2 separate regions of the Anas platyrhynchos genome follow, and region 2 is linked to region 1. The links are chromatin contacts, called in public Hi-C maps. All regions are on one chromosome and are shown on one strand. Each heading gives the region's core, a stretch centred on a gene start, on an enhancer-like site or on the middle of the called end of the contact. The rest is flanking DNA. Distances are from core to core; before and after follow the strand shown.

Region 1 (5,486 bases), core at 1,752-4,251:
CTGTGCTGAGCAGGCGAGAGGAGCCCACCTTTCCTCAGGGACCACGAAGGAGCTGCTCAAGAGACATCACTTCATGCTTTTGACTTGAGAACATGAAAAAGCAGCCTTCAGTTTGAGATTACTTCCTCATTAAGTGCACTGTTTGCACAAGAATGCATTTAAAATGTTTTGGTGTTACCATATGTAACCTTCAAATTGAAAAAATAAGAAAAAGAAAAAAGAAAAGAAAAGAAAAGAAAAGAAAAGAAAAGAAAAGAAAAGAAAAGAAAAGAAAAGAAAAGAAAAGAAAAGAAAAGAAAAGAAAAGAAAAGAAAAGAAAAGAAAAGAAAAGAAAAGAAAAGAAAAGAAAAGAAAAGAAAAGAAAAGAAAAGAAAAGAAAAGAAAAGAAAAGAAAAGAAAAGAAAAGAAAAGAAAAGAAAAGAAAAGAAAAGAAAAGAAAAGAAAAGAAAAGAAAAGAAAAAAGAAAAGGCCACTGAAAACAGCCTGAAAAATCGTGATGTTTGTCATTTGTGGCTGAATTTGGGGGTTCAGCCCTCTGCTGCTGTCACTTCCCACCGTTGAGGCTGCTCAGGCTTTGTGGTTGCAGGGTGACCACGGCACGCATGGCAAGATGTGCAAAGGCATCACAGCACAACCCACAGCCCGAGCAGAAACTCGTCCCCAGCACCCACAGCTTTCTGTTTGAAAGAGAGATGAAGCAACAAGGGCTTGGTTAGAGTCAGACAAAAGGGAGAGAGGCACGGGCTGAGCATGGCCAGGAGATGTGGATACTTGTGGAACGCTCCTGCACGGCACCCCACGCTTGAGCATCTGCAAAACCCTGCAGGAGACACAAGCCCGGGCACCCCATGTTCCCTGGGATAGGTACATCACCGTGCTGCAGGTACAAGGTTTTGGGGAGCCCACGTCCCCCTGGAGCTTTCCATAATCATAGAACCATTGAACTTGGAAAAGACCTCTAAGATCATCAGGTCCAACCAGAGCTGGACTTTAGGGTAGGCTCTTAGAGGCCAAGCTCTGTGGCCTCATTTCAGTTTTTATGGCCTCCTGCAAGCACAGGGAGGCCCCACCCAGCATAACGGGGTAGGGCAGTAACCTGAGAGTCCCACGTCACCAGCAGGCCTTTTGTCACTGGGGACCTGCCTACAAACTGCCCTTCTCAAACACCTTAGCAAGGGAAGAGGCAGCTCTTGATTTCAGCTTTTTCCTTTGTTTCTCTTGAACAAGTGAGTGGAAAAAAGGCTAAAGAAGCCTTCTGTAGGAATACAGCACTGGGAGCGCCCCGTTGCACCTCCCCAGTGGGCTTTCAGGAATGCCCACGAGTACGAAGGTGGATCCAGCAGGACAGAAAAAGCAAACGAAGGGAAGTGACCCACAAACGTGGTGGACTGACGAGGAAGCGTCAGGTTTCAGCTGCCGCAGATTAAAGATTAATCCTGCCAGTTTTACTATCAACATCCTCACAAAATACAGCTCGCTGCCAGAACTGCAGCTGGGGGAGCAGTCGGTGCAGGACAGGCACCATTTACACAGCCCAAACCCAGCAGCAACCCAGCACCACCCCCTCCTGCAGGCTGCCCTCGCCCCCACACCCCCGAGGATGCAGAGACTGAGTCAACCAGAAGCAATGCCGAGCAGCCAGTCATCATCTAATGAGCTGGCAAATTAATCAGTACCAAAGGCAACGAGGTCAGCGCGGGCTGGGGAGGTGGGAACCCCTGGGCACCAGGTCCCAGCATCGCCCCACAGCCAGGCGAAATGCAGGGGCCTGACCCTACACAGAACCTACAAGTGAGTGACTCTATCATGGGCCAAAATGTTTTCTGGGGGGGAAACCATCCAGAATTGTGTCAACACCCTCCACAGCCCTGCCCTGGAGTAACTCCTGGCGTTTCCGATACTGCCAACGGGTCCAAGTGAAACCCTCAGAACTTTGAGGCTGAGTTGCGAAAGCAGCCCCGTTCCCGTCCCCGTTCCCAGCCAGGCGGGGAGGTTTCGGGGACCTGCCCCAGCCCATGCCCAGGAAGGCAGCGCTGGGTGCGTGTCATGGGGCACGGCACCGGCAGCACCCACCTGCGTCACCGGGCACGGCACCGGGCACGGCACCCGCACAGAGCCCCCCTCCCAGCCCCCCTCCCAGCCCCTCGTTCACAGCCAGGATGCTGGGATGGCACAGGGGGGTGTCAGCCCCTGCTTCCCACCCCCGGTGTATTGGGGCAGCGGGTGAGCCCCCCTCCTGGGATGCCCTGGGAGCCCAGGGTACCCCAAGCCCTCCCCAGAGCTGGGTGGAGGCAGGACCCCGCTTTCCCTCAGTGCTGTAGGAAGAGTGCCCCAGCTCCCCACAGCCCCCCCAGGAGCATGGGACACACCCCCGGGGGGTGCCCTGATGCTATGGGATCCCCCTGAGCACGACATTCATGAGCTCCACATCTCCCTTGGGTGAACCCCACGGGGCTCCCTTGGACACCCCTGGGTGCAGTGAGCCCCCCTGCCATGGGTGTCCCCTGACTCCCCCGGGTACAGAGGGGGGCACCCTCTGGGGGGGTCCCGCGCATTCCCCCGGGGGTCCCCTGCGCCCCCCCGGCTTCCCCGGGCCGCACCCCCCCCGCTTCCCCTCCCCCGTCCGGTGCCTCCTGCGCCCCCCCAGGCTACAGCGGGCCTGGCTCCCCCCTGTGCCCCCCCAGAACCGCACCGGGGCGATTCCCCCGGGTGCCCCCAGACCCACCCTGGGTGCGCCCAGAGCCCCCTCCGGTCCCGTCCCGGAGCCGAACCCGGCGCTGCTGCGGCTCGGAACCGGTTCGGCTCCGCTCCCCCCCGCGGTGCCCACCCGCTGCCCCGGCACTCACACAGCTCAGCAGGGAGCAGACCCCCAGGCAGGCCCCCATCGTGCGCCCCCGGCTCCCCGGGCCCGGCGCGGCACCTCCCCGGGGCGGGCCCGAGGCTGCGGGGCGGGGGCAGCGGCGGGGCGGGCCCGGGGGGAGAGGCAAGGGTACGGGGCAGGGAACGGGAGGGTCCCCCCGGCACGGCGAGGGGCGAGGAACCCGGGTCGGTAGGGTGGGGGGTGCTGGGGGGGAGATGGAGAGTAAGGGGTGGGGGAGATGGGGCTGCTGGAGGAGGTCCCGGCCCCGGGGGTGGGATGGGGATGGGGGTGTGGGGATGGGATGGGATGGGATGGGATGGGATGGGATGGGATGGGATGGGGTGGGGTGGGGTGGGAAGGGATGGGTGGGATGGGGTGGGGTGGGAAGGGATGGGTGGGGTGGGGTGAGGTGGGATGGGATGGGATGGGGTGGGATGGATGGGATGGGATGGGGTGGGATGGGATGGGATGGGGTGGGGTGGGGTGAGGTGGGATGGGGTGGGGTGGGATGGGATGGAGTGTGGTAGGGTAGAATAGAAATAGAAATGGAATGGAATAGAATAGAATAGAATAGAATAGAATAGAATAGAATAGAATAGAATAGAATAGAATAGAATAGAATAGAATAGAATAGAATAGAATAGAATAGAATAGAATAGAATAGAATAGAATAGAATAGAATAGAATAGAATTAGAATAGTTCTGGTTGGAAGGGATCTACAGTGGCCATCAAGTCCCACTGGCAGACTACTGCCGAAGCTGAAGCACAGCCCCCTCTCTAGGAGGCCTGTTCCCGTGTCTGACAGCCAGGGAAGTTTTCCCCAGCTGTGCTGGGTCTGGCTGGGATGCAGTCACCTTTCCCTGCAGCAGCCCCCCCAGCGCCGTGCTCTGCTGGAGCAGTGCTGGTGTCACAGCGGTGTTGTGCCAGCTGCTGAGCGGTGCTGGCACCGCAGCAGGACCCCCACCGACCCCCCAGAGGCAGCAGGCTGGGGGTGGGCAAGAAGGGAGGAAGGAAAATCAGCAGGACAGCTGCCCTAAACCCACCAAAGGGATGTTCCATACCATGTGGGGTCACACTCAGCAATAAGAGGTGGAAAAGGAAGCAGAGGGGAGAGGAGGGCTCTTGTGCAAACATCTGTCCTCCCAAACAACAGCTACGTGCCTTGGGGCCCTGCTTCGAGGATGTGGTCGAGCATCAGTCGTTGGTGGGAAACAGAGAAATTTCTTTCCTCTGTGTTTCCACATGGCCTTTGTTTTTCTTTCTTCTTTTCCCCTTTTTCCATTTTCCTTTTCCATTTCGTTAAATTATTTAACTAATAATATTTTTCCCTTGATAATTATTTTTACTTTAATTAAATTGTCCTTATCTCAACCCGTGAGTTGTTTCTTTCCTTTTCTTCTTCCCCTCCTCTCCTGAGGAGGGGTGGTGAGAGCAGTCGTGGTGGCGTTCAGCTGCCTACCACAATAAAACCACCACACTGCCGCCTGGTCCGAGCATCCCCCGGGGAAGGTGAGCGCCTCCCCTCGCTGCTTCCCCTCTGTAGGGAGCAGTGAGGGCACCCCTCAACCTCCAGTTCTCCAAACCAGACCTACCCAGTGTCCTCAGCCTCTCCTCGCAGGTCATCCCCTCCAGCCCTCCAACCAGCTTTGTTGCCCTCCTCTGAACACGGTCAGGTAACTTAAAATCCTTTTTAAATCATGGTGCTCACCCCAGGGCCCAGGGTAATGCAGCTCAGGTCCTCAGACACAGCTCTGAACCAGGAGCTTTTCCTCCGCGCATACCCTAACCAGGAGGTATTTTGAGTTTATTTGCTGTGAACTGGGGCACACTGGAAGCTCCAAGTCAGGTCCCACCCACGTCTTGTCTCTGGAGCAGCTGGTGCTGCCGGGGAGTGCCTGGGGTTTCGTGGTGTTTGGCTTCAGGAGGGAAATTAATGACACCCCGTGATTTTTAACTGTGGGGTGTCTCCTGTGCAGTGAGATGTCCCCTCCCCATCTCCCTCCTCTCCCCCTGCCTCCCAGCTTCAGTGGGGCAGAAACAGCGCCCAGGTGCGGGGAGCTGGGAAACGTGGACGTGCCAACAGGGCTGGGGGGTGAAATTCAATTTTCAAGATGAAATTCATCGTAAAAAGGGCTGTGACCTGAGCAGGAGCTTCTCAAAGGGCTGGGGGTGAGGTGTGAGGGGCTTGGCAGAGCCGGGACACCAGGAGCAGCAGCCGGGGCGATGCCGATGCCCTTTGGGAGCTGCTCCTGGCATCCGGAATTCAGGGGCTGGGACCAAGCTGGCTGCACCAGCCCACTTCCAGGCCCCAAATTGAGGCAGTGCAGGAGGCAGGATCCTCCCTGCAGCAGGATCAGGGCCAGGCACCCGCCGTGCCCTCGGTGTCCTTGAGGAAGAGGAGGGCGCCGGGAGCCTGCGGGCAGCGCTGCGGGGCTCGGGCTCGGCCTCTGCGCGCAGCCGGAGCTTGCCCGAGCCCCTCGGGGTCCCCAGGAGCTGCCAGCGGGATGCCGGCGTGCAGCAGAAATCCCACCCGTGCCCTGTCCCTGTCCCCACTGTCCCCAGTGTCCCCAGTGTCCCCTCCGTCCCCTCGGCCGGTGCCACCAGGTGGCAGTGCCGGGATGAGCT
Region 2 (5,486 bases), core at 1,607-4,106, 370 kb before region 1:
TGGTTCAGGGAGAGTAGAAAGCCCCTTGGAAAAGGAAAAACTTTATTTGTCCCTTCCAAGGGGACCAGACCAGCATGTGCAGAACACGTTGTGGTCCACTGCCACTCTTTCCTGGGTTATCTGCAACATCACAGTTACAGACACTATGCACTTCTGCATTGCAAGGTTCAGTAAAAAACATACCAGAGAATGTATTAGAGGGCAAGAGGGGCTTGAACTTACCAGCTTGGACTCATAGAGCTGTACATTTTTGCCAAAGAACCTGTGAGGTAGAGGCATCGAAGATAATATTCCATGCTGGGCTTGATATGAGCTTTGAACTTTGTCATCTGCTGCTAATTTGCTCGTACCAGGCAAGTCCTCTTTCCCAGGGGATGGATACCTAGGTGACTCTGAACAGCCTGGGGGCATGCTTTTCTTCAGCGATAAATATCTGACTGATGACATCTCTCTGCTCGGAGACGAGTGCCTCACAGGGGAAACATCCCCTTCTGGTGGAAGGTATGTTCTTGGGGACAACTCTCTTCTGGGGGAAAGATGCCTGCTGGGTGACAGCTCAAGTCTTGGTGACACACATCTCAGGGGAGATGCCTCCCTCCTGGGAGAGACGCGCTGGCAAGGAGACAACCCTCTCCCCGGAGACAGGCACCTTAGAGAAGACAGTTCTCCTGTTGGTGAGAACCGTTTCGGTGAAGTTTCATTTTTGGTTAACAGGTGCTTTCTGGCTAGCATTGGTCTGCTGCTGCCACCACCTCTGCCAGAGTCCTGGCTCGGAGACCACCTTTTTCTCGGGGAGGTGTCTTTTGAGGTTGACAGGTCCATAGCTAAGGACATCTGTGGCCTTGTGACAGACTCCCTTTCAGCAGAAGCCAATTGTTCAGTGGAAGTCAAAGCTGGTCTGTGGAGACTCAAGAAGCTGTGGCACACAGCAATGTCAGTGCTGTCTGCTGACCACTTGGTTTCCAGCCCAGAGGAGGAGGCCTGCTGGCCTTCACCTACTTTTTGGCTGCTGGAAACAGTTTCTTGGGCTAAGGACAATGCTGTTTCAGTGCCTTCCTCTTGAGAAGATGGAGAGCCACCTAAAGAGTGCATTGGTGGGCCAGTATGTTTGCCTTCTGGCAACTTTAAAGGTGGCTCATCTTGGCTCTCCTCTTCCTCCTCATCTTCATCATCTTCATTGTCATCATCATCGTCAGATTCCTCTAGGTCTGAAAACTGATGTTCCTCGATAGGCTCAGATCCCTCCCGCCCCTCAGAGTCCTGGAATAGGTCTTCACTGGTTCCTGCAGAGATGGGCAGACACAAAACAGAAAATATAAGACACAAACAGACACAGGCTGGTTTTGTGCTGAATCCGCTCAAAAGTTCTAATGGGACAAGAGCAGGCAGGACCCAGTTATTTCCTAGATCTAGTTATCTCATACTTCAGAGCCTGCAGCCTTGCCCTCTCTTCCAGTTCTGCTCCTGATGGTCCCAGCACCTCCACTGCTTTGAGCTCAGTGAATCTCACCACTGGGACCATCTCCTCTGCCCAAATTTTGGCTTCAGCCATTGCTCTGCCATAGGCCCCTGCTTCTGCTATACACCATCACACAGCCTGGCTACCTTTCTCCAGGAACAAAAAAAAAGTTCTGGCTAGATTAGGAGAACAGCAGCACTATCATCCTTTGATATTCTTTTTACAGCTATTTGTTGTAATGGTGCCCACAAAATGTCTACAGCTGCTAAAGCACAGGAAGGCTGCTGGGATGACAGCTCCCATCTTCCATGTGTTGGGCCTTGTCCTATCTAGATAACATGACAATTTTAGATAACAATTTAAAGATTAGCAAGACAGGTTTTCATTAAAAATGCAAACAACAGTGCTGAAAGAACCTCTGTGGTTTTTCCCAGTTGTGATGCAGACATGTCTATGGAAAGCCTCACATCGTGATGCTTTGATAATAAGAGTCTGTAAACAGAGTGGAGTATATAGAAAGCAAATTCCAAAGAATTTGAAACTTATCTGCCTGTATGTATAAAATACAGTATCTTTCTTCTACTCGAAGAACCAGCAGAAGCTTTCTGAGATGAGCACCAAGCTTGCAAGCAGATTGCTGCTGGCTCACCCTCTGCTCTGCGCAGAGAAAACCTGCATTTTCCCATGCCAGATGTGCAGTGGATACTAGAAAAAATGAAAACTCAGCCTGAAGAGGTCCATCGGGAACAGCCACTGGATGTCACTGTAGCTCAACAAAATTGTGCTGTCAGGAGGCTTTTCTCAAGTTCCCACTGCTCTGGAGGGGCTAAGAAAACACCAATTTCTCGAACTCTGCATGAGCTGAGCACCAAGGCGATGGGTGCCGTGCTGATGGGACACGCTTGCTCCCTGCTTTGCAAGGGGAGAGCCTAGCTGCTGCTTTGACACCTGCACGGAGCCAGGCAGCTAACTGCAGCACTGCTGGCTTCTCCTCCCCATCAGTTCATCCTAGGACGCTGCTCCTCCTCCAGTGGACACTGACACAGTTTTCCATGTAGGGCTGCCATCAGCAGGACGAGCCAGAAGGGAAACTCAGCAGAGTTAATGCAGAGGCTGGACCACACCTGCTTGCAGCAGGCAGGGTGGCTTTCAGAAGGCAACATGGCCACACAGGGAGAAGTCCCTGTGATCTGTGGATAAATGCCTAATTCAGTTTACTTTGAATAACGGGGCCTTACCTGTAAATGTTCACGAAGTATTTGGCAACCCTCTGACCCTAGTGGAACAAGGCATGTATTTAGCAGCTCTCCACCAAGAGGCTGGCTTGCATTGTGCAATGCTTGTATAATGATGGTGTTTGCTGGACCCAGGATCCAGCAGCGGGTTATTTGCAAACTCCCAAAGGAACTGACTTCAGAACAAATATTATTCCAAAAGACTCATTCTCCCGGCTCTGGGGTGAACTGTGCACATTTCTTGCCTGGAAAGGGAATGTATCTCACCAGCAGAGCTACGAGCTAGTCCCTGCCTCTGGCTTGGGGGGCTGATATCTGTGGGTGTAGGGATGGACAGACAGCTCCAGCCTCAGCCCCTGCTGCATTGTGTCAGGCCTGGAGAGCCTTCTCCTGTGTGGTCTCCTTTTTTTTGGCCCCAGTCACAGTACAGACAGGCGCTGGCCAGGACAGACAGCAAGGTCAGAAGGACAGAGTGAGGGAAACGTGAAGCCGGTTGCGCACTGGGACACTGTTTGCATTTCCCACAGAGGGAAAGGGCTTGGTGAGTCCCGAGACATCCCAAAGGGACTTTGCTTTGGCCTCCTAACATGCTGCATGTGGGCAGAGAGCTCAGGCCTGAACCAGCAGCCCTGGCTACTTGCAGCACAGGAGCATTTTGCTGAGCTGATGGGGAGAGGAAGGACATGGCAGGAGAAGACAGGGGTTGGTGGTGGGGGGAGGGACAGCGGAAAAACATGCCCCAGTAATGCCTTTGAGGGCTTCTGCACACCATCTCATTAAGTTTGTGTTATCCTTGTGGTATTCCACCAAAACTGGTACAGTCACACCAAGCAAAACCAGTGCAACAGTGAAGAATTATGCTCCAATCTCCTTTTATAGTAACACCCCTTTCTTTCCCCTGCCCCTTAAATAGAAATCAAAACCATCAAGTGAAATACAGCTTGAGTTTAAAATAATCCAGGGAGCTTTAGGAACTGCTGCTCCCTCCCTGCCTGCCCCCGAAGGAGAGTGCAGCAGTATTCCCGCACATGTAAATAGCCTCTTTTTTTTTTTTTTTCCTTGCTTTTTTAATTAAACTACTCATCGCTAGGCTCTGTTCTGAGCCTCTTCAGGAAGAAGAGAGACGATAGTATGTGTTTACACAGGGGAGGCTATTTCCAACCCACTACACTGAGAGCAGGGGATGCGCAACACAGCTGCGAACTCTGATTTCTCATGCACCATTTCTGCATTCTTTTCTCATCCATCTACATACCCCCAACTATTACAGTACCAAATACAATCTTCTGACCTTCCCGTTGGCTGTTTTATTTAGTATTTACTTGACATTTATGAGCAACAGGCCTCCTGACTCATGAGGCAGAATATATGAAATTTCAGCAGAAGTCCAGTGTTAGCTTTAACCAGGTGAAAAAGAAGATGGAAGAAGAGAAAGGAAATGCTCCTCTGACACTGTGCCTTCCCAATTTCACCTTTCTGCATTCCTTCCTGGCAGACTGTCCCCTTTACACAAACACAAATGGTCTTCATCAATGGGAGGAAATGGGGACTGTATATTTTTCGTAATTCTAAAATTACATGGGTTGCTTGCATAATGCAATACAGTCCAGACAGCGCAACACATTCCAGCAAGCTGCCGCACAGCCAACAGCAACACGGCGAGAGAAGTCCTCTCTGAAGGCTCGTGGGCTCCCATCCCTCTGCAGCCTCCGCAGGACCTTCCCTCGGTGGGCTTAGCAGGTGTCCAACAACCACATGCTCAGCCACAATTAGCGAGCAGTGATTTAACAGTGGCCAAACAGAAGTCCCCCAGCTGACAGTCCCAACATTTCTGCTGAGCACCCTCCCAGCCGACCCGCAGCCACACGGCTGACCGTGCCTGGGCTGTACCTTTAGTCCTCCCCTCTCAGCGAGGCCAAAGGCTGGGACCAGCTCATCCTCCTCACCTGCCAGCCCTCTGTTTTCACAAGCTCCTGTTGGCTCACAGCCTGGTCTGGCTTTCGCACCACTCCACGCACTGCTATTAACCATGTGTGAGCCTGGGACGCACGACTGAACGAAACGATGAATGCAAGCATTCCCCCCGACCTGCTAAGTGGGCCCTTGTGGTTCTGTCCTCAGAAGCCTGCAATTATGTGTAACGTAAATAGGGCTCCTGATCTGCAGCTTTTCAAAAGTGACACTCAATTAATTGATTCATTAGTTCTAATTGACTATAATGGACAGGTTCAAAATAATACTTGTTTTTTCAGAGTCACATAACCAACATTTCAGGAGCCACTTTCCTCTTTCCCTATCTACCTTTAACCTGCAGAAGCATCACCTGTAGGTGGTATAACAGCAGGGATTGATTTTTGGAGGCTGTGATCTAGTCAATTATTTAAGTCTGTTCCTGGACTGAAGGAGTCCTCCAGCAATCCCACATGGAGCAGCCTTTCTCTGCTGCTGCCATGCCAGCACTTCTCCCTTGGGGCAGCAACTGCAAAATCCCTGACCAGGTTCTTTCAGCCGTGCCCTCCTGTGGAATTGTCCCAGCCAAGTACAGCATGTCTATACCTGGCCGAAAGGTTGCTCTGAAGAGCTAACAAAAAGCCAGGAGGTCCAATACATCTAAAAGGAAGAGAACAATCCCTTGTGGCAGAGAGGCACCTCAGCCTTGGAGTATTTGCACTCCTGGTCCATCCTTCTTCCCCGCCGCTGTGGAGCTCAGTGCATTTTGCAACTTGCAAAAGTTTTCCTAACATAACAACTTGAGCACACCACTGGGTACACAGAAAAGGCTCATTGAAATG

The links. Hi-C and Micro-C count contacts between places; a contact is called where the count stands out from the background.
Region 2: a Hi-C map of skeletal muscle shows a contact between it and region 1, with 2.5 times the contacts expected there. The contact joins the enhancer-like site here to the promoter of SERINC2 in region 1. A contact is called at or near these places in 2 of 8 Hi-C or Micro-C datasets (skeletal muscle and subcutaneous adipose tissue).

Annotation. Positions count from the first base shown.
Region 1 is chr24:5,757,888-5,763,373 of IASCAAS_PekinDuck_T2T, reverse strand. SERINC2 (serine incorporator 2) reads right to left here and starts at 3,001. Exons shown (of 10, transcript XM_038167412.2): 1 at 2,847-3,001. The coding sequence starts at 2,885.
Region 2 is chr24:6,125,506-6,130,991 of IASCAAS_PekinDuck_T2T, reverse strand. It overlaps HIVEP3 (HIVEP zinc finger 3), which reads right to left. Exons shown (of 11, transcript XM_013095706.5): 10 at 223-1,283. Among named protein-coding and RNA genes, the nearest start is that of EDN2, 48 kb to the left of the region's middle. Within about 2 kb of position 2,856, at least 1 of the 8 cell types and tissues checked has an H3K27ac peak or open chromatin away from gene starts, as enhancers often do. A contact at or near this core is called in subcutaneous adipose tissue, where this site is marked.